Linked DNA regions of Mus musculus: region 1 is linked to region 2. Evidence: chromatin contacts called from public Hi-C data. All regions are on one chromosome and are shown on one strand. The core of a region is the stretch at or near the end of the contact, and the rest is flanking DNA. Distances in the headings are between cores, read along the strand shown. Region 1 has its middle 20 kb from the start of Gm36751. Region 2 has its middle 130 kb from the start of 9230102K24Rik.

Region 1 (5,119 bases), core at 2,030-4,529, 230 kb before region 2:
CTCTCCTCTCCTCTCCTCTCCTCTCCTCTCCTCCTCCTCCTCTCCTCCTCTTCTCCTTCTCCTCCTCCTCCTCCTCCTCTCCTTCTCCTCTCCTTCTCCTCCTCCTCCTCCTCTCCTCCTCTTCTCCTTCTCCTCCTCCTCCTCCTCTCCTCCTCCTCTCCTTCTCCTCCTCCTCCTCCTCTCCTCCTCTTCTTCTCCTCCTCCTCATCTTCCTCCTCCTTCTGTAGGTGGCATCTTTATTTGGAGTGAGATCCTGTACTGCATAAAAAGGACAAATCAAGCTGAGTACCAATGTCCATGCTTCAATGTTCCTGATTACACATGTGATGTAATCAGCTATTTCAAGATCTTGTGACCCTAACTTCTTTTCTGTGCTTAAATTTACTTTTTTATTGGATATTTTATTATTTATTTATTTATTTATTTATTTAGATTTCAAATGTTCCCCTCTGTAAACCCCCATCCCATTCCTACTTTGCCTGCTTCTATGTGGGTGCTGCCCACCCACCCACCCACCCACTCCTGCCTCCCTGCCCTGGCATTCCCCTACACTGGGGCATCAAGCTGTCTCAGGACCAAGGACCTCTCCTCCCATTGATGCCCGACAAGGTCATCCCTTGCTACATATGTGGCTGGAGTCATGAGTCCCATGTGGGTGACTTCTGTTCTTGATTAACTCAAATGCTATGGCCTTTTCTTGTTCTCCTCTCTGTCGTTCTCTTCCAGGCAGTTGCCAAGATTTACAGTTTGCCTGCTGTGGCATTTTATGGCTCTCAAGCTAGAACACAAATAAACAAAAGTACTTTAAGTCAGTACTCAGTCTCTCCCACACTTACCTTGGTAGCTACCTGCACTTTTTGATATTCCTCGGGCTCATGCTCTTGGTGTCTCGATGTCACCAATCCTTTGTGTTATCCTAGACTCCTTTGGTTTTTCTTTATAAGCAGTAACAATCGAAACCCTTCCATTATGGTATTTCTCCATGCTTACCAGATCCTTTGATATAGTTTGAATCCATGCTAGACTGTCTGGTTTTTTCCTTGAGACATTGTCCTAATGTCTTAGTCAGGTCTCACTGGTCCTAGTCTCTTCCTTCCTCCTCGGACCTGGTCCATCTGTCTCACTTTTGATTTTTTGTATATTGATTTTGGTGATTCACATGTGGAAGGCAAGAGAAGTTGTTTCACATATGGAGAATGAGGGTATGTACATGTGTGTCTTTGAGGAGCACTGCTCTAATAATCTGTCATCTCAGAATAGCGCCTACCCATGTCTCTGTAGTAACGTTTAGACTAGCAGTGAAGAATGGCAAGTAACAAGATTCCCTCACTCAGGTTTAGTCTTTTTATTCTACACAGGGTCTGACAACAGAGGAAGAGGCTAAAGAACTCCCTCCTCACAGGATGGTTAAGAGAAACTCCGAGAGAGGGATTTAAAATGAGAGCGAGGGGAACGCCAGGGCCAAAAGGGGGGAGTGGGTGGGTAGGGGAGTGGGGGTGGGTGGCTATGGGGAACTTTTGGTATAGCATTGGAAATGTAAATGAGCTAAATACCTAATAAAAATGGAAAAGAAAAAAAAATGAGAGCGAGAGGGCAGAGAGGTGACTCAGAGAGAGGCAAGCATGAGGATTTAAATTTGAACCCTCAACACTCATGCTCAGTGCCTGCTATGACTGCGTGTGCTTATAACCTCTACACTAGGGGACAGAGACAGATGTATCCCAAGAGTTTGCTGGTCAGCCAGGTTAGCAGGAATGGCAAAATTTTAGTTCAGTGAGAGACATTGTCTCAAGGCTGTAGTATACATAGCAATATAGGAGAATACCTAACAACTTGCCTTGGCTTCCATATGTGTGCAAGTGGATGTGAGTGTCCACACAGTCACATACATGGGACACACGTGCACACACACAGGTGCACTACACACACTCTCAGAGAGAGAGAGAGAAAGACACACACAGACACAGACACAGAGAGAGAGAAACACACACACACACATGTGCACACACACACATACTCGCAGAGAGAGAGACACAGAGAGAGAAAGACAGAGAGAGGGAGAGAGGGAGAGAGAGAGAGAGAGTGAGACAGAGACACATGCATACACACACACACTGGCAGAGAGAGAGAGAGAGAGAGAGAGAGAGAGAGAGAGAGAGAGAGAGAGAGAATGAGAATAAAGTGAGGAGAAAGAGAACAAGGAGTCTCATAACAGCTATGTAGCAACCAATATCTCCAAGAGTCAGAAATAAGGAATAGAATAAGAAAATCAGAATTCAACCTAGGCATGGAGATGCTTGGGTAATGAGAAGAAGGAATGAAAACCACCTGTAAGTTGGTGATGTTTATGAGGAGAGAATGAAAAACAGGAATTTAAATGAATCCTACGAATATCCTCGTGTGCTCACATGTGAGGAAAGTTATAGGAAAAATTGGAAGGTAACTCCATGAAATGGTAGCTGGTTGAAGGTGTAAGACATTATGAGTGTCTCTTCCATGGGGTTGGTCTTTGGGAAGCAGCTCAGTAGCTGCAGCCCACCATCAGCTAGACACGCACACTTGCTGTGTTTGCAGAGGAGAGCGGTGCCATGAACCACCCAAGAGAGGTCTAAAATCTGTGTGGCAGCCCCTCAGGGCACACGCAGGAGAAGGAAAGGCGTCATAGCAACTCTTCTCAAACAGCAGCCCTTGCTTGGATGGTGGCCCTAATAACTCATAAATATAACACAAGCCTTTTTAGTAACTTCCTGGCTGAAAGACTGGACTTGTTGGGAAAAAAAGAAGGCTCAGGGTGGGTATTAATTCCTGTTAGCATCCAGGCTGTACACTACAGGAAAGACTTAGTCCTGCAGGCATTGGGCACCAATTAGCAGACAAGATCTGGAACAAGAACATTTGCTGAGATAATATTCTTCAATGCTTTCTACTTTGAGGCAGACGTAGTGAATCACTGTCCCCTTTGGCCAGCGGAGAGGAGAAAGGCATAGAGAGGTCAGGGACATTATTAGATCACCTATAGGGTGACAGTGATAATCACGTTAAGAGCTAACAAGTGTTAAACACTCTAAACTCAGGGCACTGGTCTCAGAACTCAGAGCCATATTATCTTATTTTATTTACTTAATCTTGGTAACAATGCTCTCAGGTAAGTATAGTTTACCATGACCAGGGCACACGTCCTTCTATATTGGCTGCAGGCCACAGGATTCAACTGGGTCACTGTTCTGTGCAACCACGAGAAGACTACCTTACGCAGAGCTTGACGTTTCTGTCCTCTCACAAGCTGCAACGAACGAGTCATCATGCATTGCAACCTCGAGGATTCGAGAGGGTCTGACACAGGGGGGCAGCACAGAGACGCTGCATAATAAAAGAAAATTAATGTCAGACACTCTCTAATTAAACTCTCGTCTGCTCTCATATATTAAGGTTAAAGTCATAATGAAATTAATTATCACCGTTTCCATCCTCCTCTGCATGTGCTGGTTTTGCATAAATTGACAGAAAAGGGAACCGAGAGGCACAAGATCAATAGCCCAAGTCGCCAGGAAAGGGGAGATGTCCTTTGCTCTGGACAACGACTTCTAGCTGCTTTGGTTAAACAGTAACCAAAATTTGAGCCTGAAATGTTAAACTCAGCAGGCCTGTCAGTTGGCGGCAAGTCCTCTGCCCTCCTGTTCAGTGGAGATTGATTGAATCAGAAAGTCAAGTTCCAGGAATCTAGGGCTGCACTAGGCCAGATGATTTCAGGTTAATATTTGATCTTCCAAAGGCCAGGGAAATGCATAAACAAAAACATGACCAAGCCACGAGCAGCCTTGATAGTACAGTTCCCATACTAGAGTCGGGGGACATAGTTGGATGGAGTGTTGTAGGTTAGTTTTTGATGATTTCAGACCCTCAGAGGGTATTTGGGAACAAAGAGCAGGCGTGATAAACACAGACATGTGGTGGAGGTGGCTGGAGTAGAAACCAATTCGCCATCAATTTCTATGATTAGCATCCTGGAGAGGATGCAGAAATATTCAGGGGGTTGGCCTTAATTATCCTCTAATGAAGATTTGATTTAATTTCTTGTTCTCTCTCATTCTTGTTTTCCTCATGGGCTGGCGTTGCTTTGTAATTTCACAGCGTTTGGATTCTAAGCGACATGCTCTCAGCTTTGCAGGGGGTGGGGGGGCTCTCTGAAGGAGAGGCGAGGTCAACCTTGCAAGTTAGATTAATTCATGATGTGGGATCTGCTCTCGCTATTGCTTGAATAGCCAGCCCATGTTTACCGAGCACCCGGATAGAAGAGTATAGCAGCGGTTCTCAACCTGTGGGTCACGACCCCTTCACAGGGAGTTGCCCCGCCCCCCCCCCCAAAAAACAAAAAAACCCAAACAAACAAACAAACAAAAAAACAACCCATCGGAAAACATAGATATGTACATTGATTCATAACAGCAGCAAAATTAGTTATGAAATAGTAATGAAAGTAGTTTTATGACGGGGGGGTCACCCCAACATGAGGAGCTGTATAAAAGGAAGGTTGAGAACCACAGTGTTACAGAGAGAAGCACTGTGTTAGGCACTTCCATCAACATGTTTAATTACTGCTATATTAATTTAAATTTTTCTTTGTAATCAAAATTCCATGTCCACACACACATTGTAATTTTATTTTTAAGTAAAAGGGTGATTTTTTGTTAGAACTTAGGAAAAAAAAAAGCTTAATTCAGGTTAGGTGAAAATCCCAGCTACTGTCACAATGGAGAAAGGGCATGCCTGCCAGGTTGGACAATGTATTAAGAAAAAAAAAAAGAAGCGTCGGGAATGGGGATGGGCTAAAGAGCTGTGGAGTCCCACAGCCTGGTCAAGTAATTCTATAAGGTGCTTCCTAAAATGCACAGGGTTTTCTGATGAAACCCTCTTCTTCCACAACCCTCATTGCCAAATAGCAAACAACTTAAGCTATCTTAGGTATTTTTGCTGGTGTTTTACAAATACTTGCGTGTCTTTCTTGAGTTTTCGGTTTTAGCCATTATTTACCGTTTTCTTGCTATGGAGGATGAAGGTTCATCCTTTTTTACTGCCATCCTTTTCCTCCCAGTCTCTCACACACATCTCCATCCTTTAT
Region 2 (5,974 bases), core at 1,086-3,585:
GTTTTGAAGTCTTTGCCTATAATTTGTGTCTCTAGAATATGAAAGAACCTTATAATTATTTGACATTAATACTTCAGGGAGTATAGCACAATAGGGAGACTATAGCAAAGGAGTTTTGGGGAGGATTTTGCATAACATTGGGTGAATAATTTTGTAATGACAAGAGGAAAACTTTATATTCCTAGTGTGTTTTCAGTTTTACTGTTGTCTAAATAACAATATGTCACAATTGCCATCTGCTTATCCTTTTATCATAAGATGACTGTGATGTACACTATAAATAATCTTTATGGGGGTTAGGAGACAGCTCAGTAAACCGCTTACTTTGCAAGCAAGAGGACTTAGGCTGCATCCTAAGAAAGTACTTGAAAAAACAAGAACTCAAACAAACTGGGTGTGTTGGTGCTTGCTTAATGGGGAGGCCAGCAGCAGGTGGGTCTTGCTGGCTTCCCAGTCTAGTTGAATGGGCAAACTCAAGGCCAGTAAGACACCCCATCTCAAAATTAAGATAGACAGCTTCTGAAGCATAAGGCCCAGGGTTGATGTTGGGCTTCCACATACATATACATGCGTGTTCATGCATACCTGCCAACACTTGCAAACCTACCAATACACATACACACAATATTTATGGGAATTGTAGATATTTATGGGAAGTGTAAGCACCTCCAAATGTTTTAACAGTTATTGGGAATTGATTGTATAAGTAGCCCTGTTTCCACTTAATTTAGAATGACTTCCTTTGCCTAAAAAGGAGGTTGGCTAATTGTGTAATCATTGACCGAATTTTGATCTTCTTTATGTTTGGTGTAGCAAAGACACAAGTACTGTTCCTTCTTTTCTCCTCAGTTCCCCCACCTTGTTTCTGAGAGAGGCAGGGAAATATCTACAGATGCTTCCTCTGGCGATCCCAGCTTATTGTTTCTGAGGGAATTACCCAGCAATCATCTCCCCAAAATGGCTGTCGGGTGGTGAGGAGGTTGGTACTATAGATCTGCGTGTCTAGGACAGGATTTAATTTTGAGAGAAGTTGATATCCATCCACAGTGACATTTTATCTCGCCCAAGGGACATTTAGGCTCGGGAGGTTTGCCAAGAAATGTCAAGGAAGCAGCCAGTGATGCTGAGGTTGAATCTCTGTCTTAGACAATGGTGCTGCTGTGGCTTCTGGGAAAGGAGAAGGGCTTTGGGTGCCCCAGGCACTTGCCTACGACTAGGTGAGACATTACACCCAGAACAGAGGTGGAACCGTGCCAATTTAGAATTAATGATTGTAATAGTGGTATTTGGAAGAGCCTAGTAATGTAAAAAATGAGGACACTGCTTTTGGGTAATTAGAGTATTTCACAGATACATTTGTCTAAGTTTTTGAGAAAGTTCTATGACATAAGTGGCTTTGGGGTTATAGAAATATCACTTTTATGAGCTAAAACTTAGAATATTTTATTGAAATCAGTTATGTGCTATGGGACACTATGCATTTTTTTCCAGGAAAAACTTGAAATTCCCTAGTGATTAAAGAAAAAAAAAGCAGTCTAATTTATAAATTTGGAATTGGATCAACAATTAGGCTGATGATTATATGTCATTGTAAAATTAATTAACTGTTCACAAGGACATGATGGAATACTTTTTTTTTTAAGAATGAAGAGCCATGAAAGTACATGGCAGAGAGACAAAGAGAGCTGATAAAGAAAAATAGTTTTATTACATGCATTAGTAAACTAAGCCAATGCTACTATAGAAAGCAAAAATTGCTAAGTAATGCAGAGTCTTTAATGTTTTAACATTTACCATTGCAGTCATTTAACAGCCCCTCCAATCTCTCTCTCTCTCTCTTTCTCTCTCTCTTTCTCTGTCAATGGGCTTATTATTGCTTGCCTTCAAACAAACAATTTCTTCTCTTTTACTATGAAGGAATAAAACAAAGCCAACTTCTATCTTGACCCTGTTATTCTCACAAGGTACCCTTTTTGTGTTGCTCAATCTTCCCTTTCCAGAATTTTCTTCCTTTTTCTGGTCACTGCTAAACTCTCCTTAAGATTATTAAATATAAATAAGAGTATCTAGCATATATCTGGACTCAGAAATCTTTACTTTTCTAAGAATTACATAGATTGATTTTGGGAGTCCTGGTTCCTCTGATTCTTCCATGACATTTGATACTGTTGACATCATCATTTGATACTGTTTTCTCTCCTGGGTTTCTGCTTTATCTCTTCAAGACTTCTGTTTTGCATTGACATTTGTTTCCATCCACATGTCACAGGCTGTATTGCGTAGTCCATATCCTTTTTAGATGACTCATCCTTACCAATCCCACTCTCTTCCTCTGGAGGAGCTCATGCTTAGGACTCCCACCAACTTCCAAGGAGAGAAAGACTTCCTTGTCTATAGTGAAACTAATCATGCTTCCTAAAAAAAAAAAAAACAAAAAGAATAAAAGAAACTATCTTATAGTAAACATGCCAATGTGGGTGGGGTGGGGGAGGAGTTTCCAGAGGCTCCATCACTAGATTAAGAGCTACAGGCAATTAGTGGTTACCAAGAAATGGAGATTCGGTCTTTTCCAGCAATGACCTCCTTGGTAGGTTATCCAATCCCAAGGTCAGCATGTGCATATGAGCAATACTAAATGGACTCAGCGGGTTGTATTTATAGATACCCTATTATTATTGCTACTATTACTATGATGATGATCAATACTACTATTAATAATAGAAGAAGTCATAATTTTGAGGGAGTAGGGGGGAACTGGAGGAGTTTTATTAAGTGGGTAGGAAGTGTGGAAATGATGTAAATTATATATATATAATATAATGTAAAAAAAAATATATATATATATAATTTACTGACAGAGTAAGATCCTAACAAGGACAGTAGGCTTCCTTTCCTGTGTGTGTGTTTATGTAAAATCCAAGTTCCTATTAGATATTTCCAATTCAGTATTTCACTTTGAGCACAGAGACATAATTTCTGAAATCAACTTCATTATCCATCGCTTTAAAGCAAGTCTTAGTTTAACTCTGATCTCAATGGCGTGAGTAGTGGTCTTATAACTTAGGCACAGATCTTTGCTTTTCTTGATTTTTATTTCATTTTGCTCTTAGTGTTAAGAAACATAACATTTAGGTTCAATTGAGTGTGCCTGAGAGAGGATCAAAGTTAATGTTTTATATTCCCATCATTTCTGAGCCTAATTAAAATGACATCTTTGGTGTTTTGGTGGGTTTTTGTTTGTTTGTTTAGTTGGTTTTTGTTGTTGTTGTTGTTGTTGTTATTGCTGCTGCTGTTCTTTGGTATAACAGTAATACCTACCCAACAAGCTCTGGACTGTAGGGATGAAGTCCTAATTGAATATGTATTGTTGATATGGCCACCAGCATCTCAAGAAACCCAATGCCTCAGACCCAATGGGGATGGCAAAGCCTTACCCTGCTCTGTGTGTTGACAGTGTTTACAGAAAGTATCAACCCTAGTTTCCTCCTCCCCTGTGTTTACAGGGAGACTGCTCCCTGTCAGAGCCCTCCCATTGATATGAGTTCAACCCCCTGCTTCCCTTCAGATATACACAATAAGTGTGCTGAGTTTCTGGACTGCCACCAGCACATCTCTATCAGAGCACATGACTCACTTGATGCTAGCCTTTCTGTTTGTATGTGTGTTCTTTCAGGTTTCTAGGACCCTGGTGCTAGATCTGTGGCAGAGGACAGTTTTCTATTTTCTTAACTTGTATGCAGCAGGACATGGCTTACTTAGAATTTACTTCTCCAACAGAGGTGCCAAGATTTGCCCTGGTACCACAAAGGAATTATCTACCACGGTTTTCTCTTAGAGATACAAGTGAGAGGATGTAATACAGAGAGGCCAGCGAAGACCGAGGAGAGGTTTTGTGTGTCAACTTGACACAAGCTGGAGTTATCACAGAGAGAGGAACCTCCCTTAAGGAAATGCCTCCATGAGATCCAACTGTAAGGCATTTTCTCAATTAGTGATCAAGGGTGGGAGGGCCCATTGTGGGTGGTGCGATCCCTGGGCTGGTAGTCTTGGGTTCTATAAGAAAGCAAGCTGAGCAAGCCAGGGGAAGCAAGCCATTAAGTAACTTACATCCCTTCATGGCCTCTGTATCAGCTCCCGCTTCCTGACCTGTTTGAGTTCCAGTCCTAACTTCCTTTGGTGATGAATAGCAATGTGGAAGTATAAGCTGAATAAACACCTTACTCCCCAATTTGTTTCTTGGTCATGATGTTATGTGTAGGAATAGAAACCCTGACTAAGCCATCTATGGGGAAGCTCTTTTCTTGGGTTGGTAAGCCTTTTCATGTGCAGCTAATTAGGGGAGGAGTGTCATGTTACCTAGGGTCTATAAGGAAGCCCAAATGAATTCACTGGTTCTCCCAGAGTGAATCTGGTGGGATAATGCCTCAGTTTGTTGTGGGGACCTCAGGGAAAGGGGTAGGTGCTATTTGGTCTTCCTCAGGGCAGGGATTTTAGCAGCACTGCCGATCAAGATGCTAACAAGGGCAGTTAGGAGCCTCTCCTGTCCATCTTCACCCATAAAGAAGGGAGATACTGAGATTTCCCTCCGTCCCTTGAACCCTTCCTCAGTAAGTAGGATGTGCACAGTTTGCTCTGGCATGTTCATTTCACACACAGCATGTTGCTTTTTTTAGTAAGTTTTCCTTTTAGGAGAACAGAACTTGCCTAAACAACTCCCAAAATAAGTGTGTGATGTCTCCAGGTTGTATTTTTCTAATTAGTGCTTTTGTACCCAGCCATTTTTTTCTTTCTAGTTCTAGATTCACTTGACTACTGCAAACAAAAATAACTTCAATTGAACTTTAAAGGTCTTTAATCGCTCAGACTCTGTTTATGACTCTAACTTCATCTTATTCTCCCAACATTAGCCCCTGCATTATTTTCATACTGTCCCAAGTATGGTAGATACATGAATGATCTTGTGACTTGGTAATAGTGGAGGTTCACACTCATAGGTGTTTGTTGGGGCCAGAGATGTTTGCATTTCTAATCAGCTTCCAGGTGATGTATTGCTGTTGGTCCTATAGACCACAGACTTTTGAGTCCCACAGGTCTATAAGATCTAGTTGAAAGGCCCTAACTGGTTTAATTTAATTCCACAGCCCCAGGAGTAGCATCTGGGAAGAGAGATGCAAAATTACCTTGGGTGCTTGTTGAAGGATATTTGATCACACTGTGAACCTTGTTATTATGTTAGTTACTGGAGAAACCAGTTTTTAATTGTGGTGTAGCTCAGCCTTAGCACACACCTTTAATCTGAGAGTTTTCTGCTTGAATATTGTAAGCAGAATTAAATACAGTGAGGGGGGGTCAAGGGGCGGAGCAAGCAACCAGCTGACAGGAAGTGGACATAGGATTAAGATAAAACCATAGAGAATAAGAGGGAGTCAGGAGGACGAATAGAGAGATGCACAGGAAGTAGAAGGGAGGGATATTTGGTTTGAAGGAGTTTTTTTTTTTTTTTTTTTTTTTTTTTTTTGAGACTGGTGAGAGACATCCCTAGTGGGATGCTGGCTGATGAGCAAGGTCAGCTGGGTGCTTTCTCTGCCTTTCTGTGCTAGTAGGCTTTCACCTCAGCATCTAGCTCCAGAGTCCTCATTGGTAAAATTGAATGATTGAGATTTTGTTAAAACAAAACAAAACACCAAACTAGCTGCTCTTAGAGCACAGTTATAAGCTGCCATGTAGGTGCTAGGAATTGAGCTCTTAACCACTGAGTCATCTCTTTAGCCCCAGAAGTATATATTCTTGAGCAGTATTATAAATTTAATTCTCTCATGCTATTGTCCCAGGTAAATGAGATATTTTTAGTACAGACAGAATCTCTGAAATTCTTTTCAGGTTTTTCCCATGCATTGTACATAGCAAGTCTACAATAAGTACATTTATTGATTATTTATTCTTAAGCAATTCATTCTATTTAGCATATCAAGAA

The links. Hi-C and Micro-C count contacts between places; a contact is called where the count stands out from the background.
Region 1: a Hi-C map of the N1E-115 cell line shows a contact between it and region 2, with 4 times the contacts expected there. The contact joins two enhancer-like sites. A contact is called at or near these places in 1 of 15 datasets of contacts at CTCF or cohesin (the NIH/3T3 cell line), 3 of 484 Hi-C or Micro-C datasets (the N1E-115 cell line, embryonic stem cells and nephron progenitors) and 4 of 115 datasets of contacts at active chromatin or transcription factors (a beta-TC-6 cell line, embryonic basal ganglia, embryonic stem cells and 1 more).

The regions. Positions count from the first base shown.
Region 1 is chr10:110,706,086-110,711,204 of GRCm38.p6, reverse strand. No RefSeq gene overlaps it. Among named protein-coding and RNA genes, the nearest start is that of Gm36751, 20 kb to the left of the region's middle. Within about 2 kb of position 3,279, at least 16 of the 459 cell types and tissues checked have an H3K27ac peak or open chromatin away from gene starts, as enhancers often do. A contact at or near this core is called in the N1E-115 cell line, where this site is marked.
Region 2 is chr10:110,470,627-110,476,600 of GRCm38.p6, reverse strand. No RefSeq gene overlaps it. Among named protein-coding and RNA genes, the nearest start is that of 9230102K24Rik, 130 kb to the left of the region's middle. Within about 2 kb of position 2,335, at least 2 of the 459 cell types and tissues checked have an H3K27ac peak or open chromatin away from gene starts, as enhancers often do. A contact at or near this core is called in the N1E-115 cell line, where this site is marked.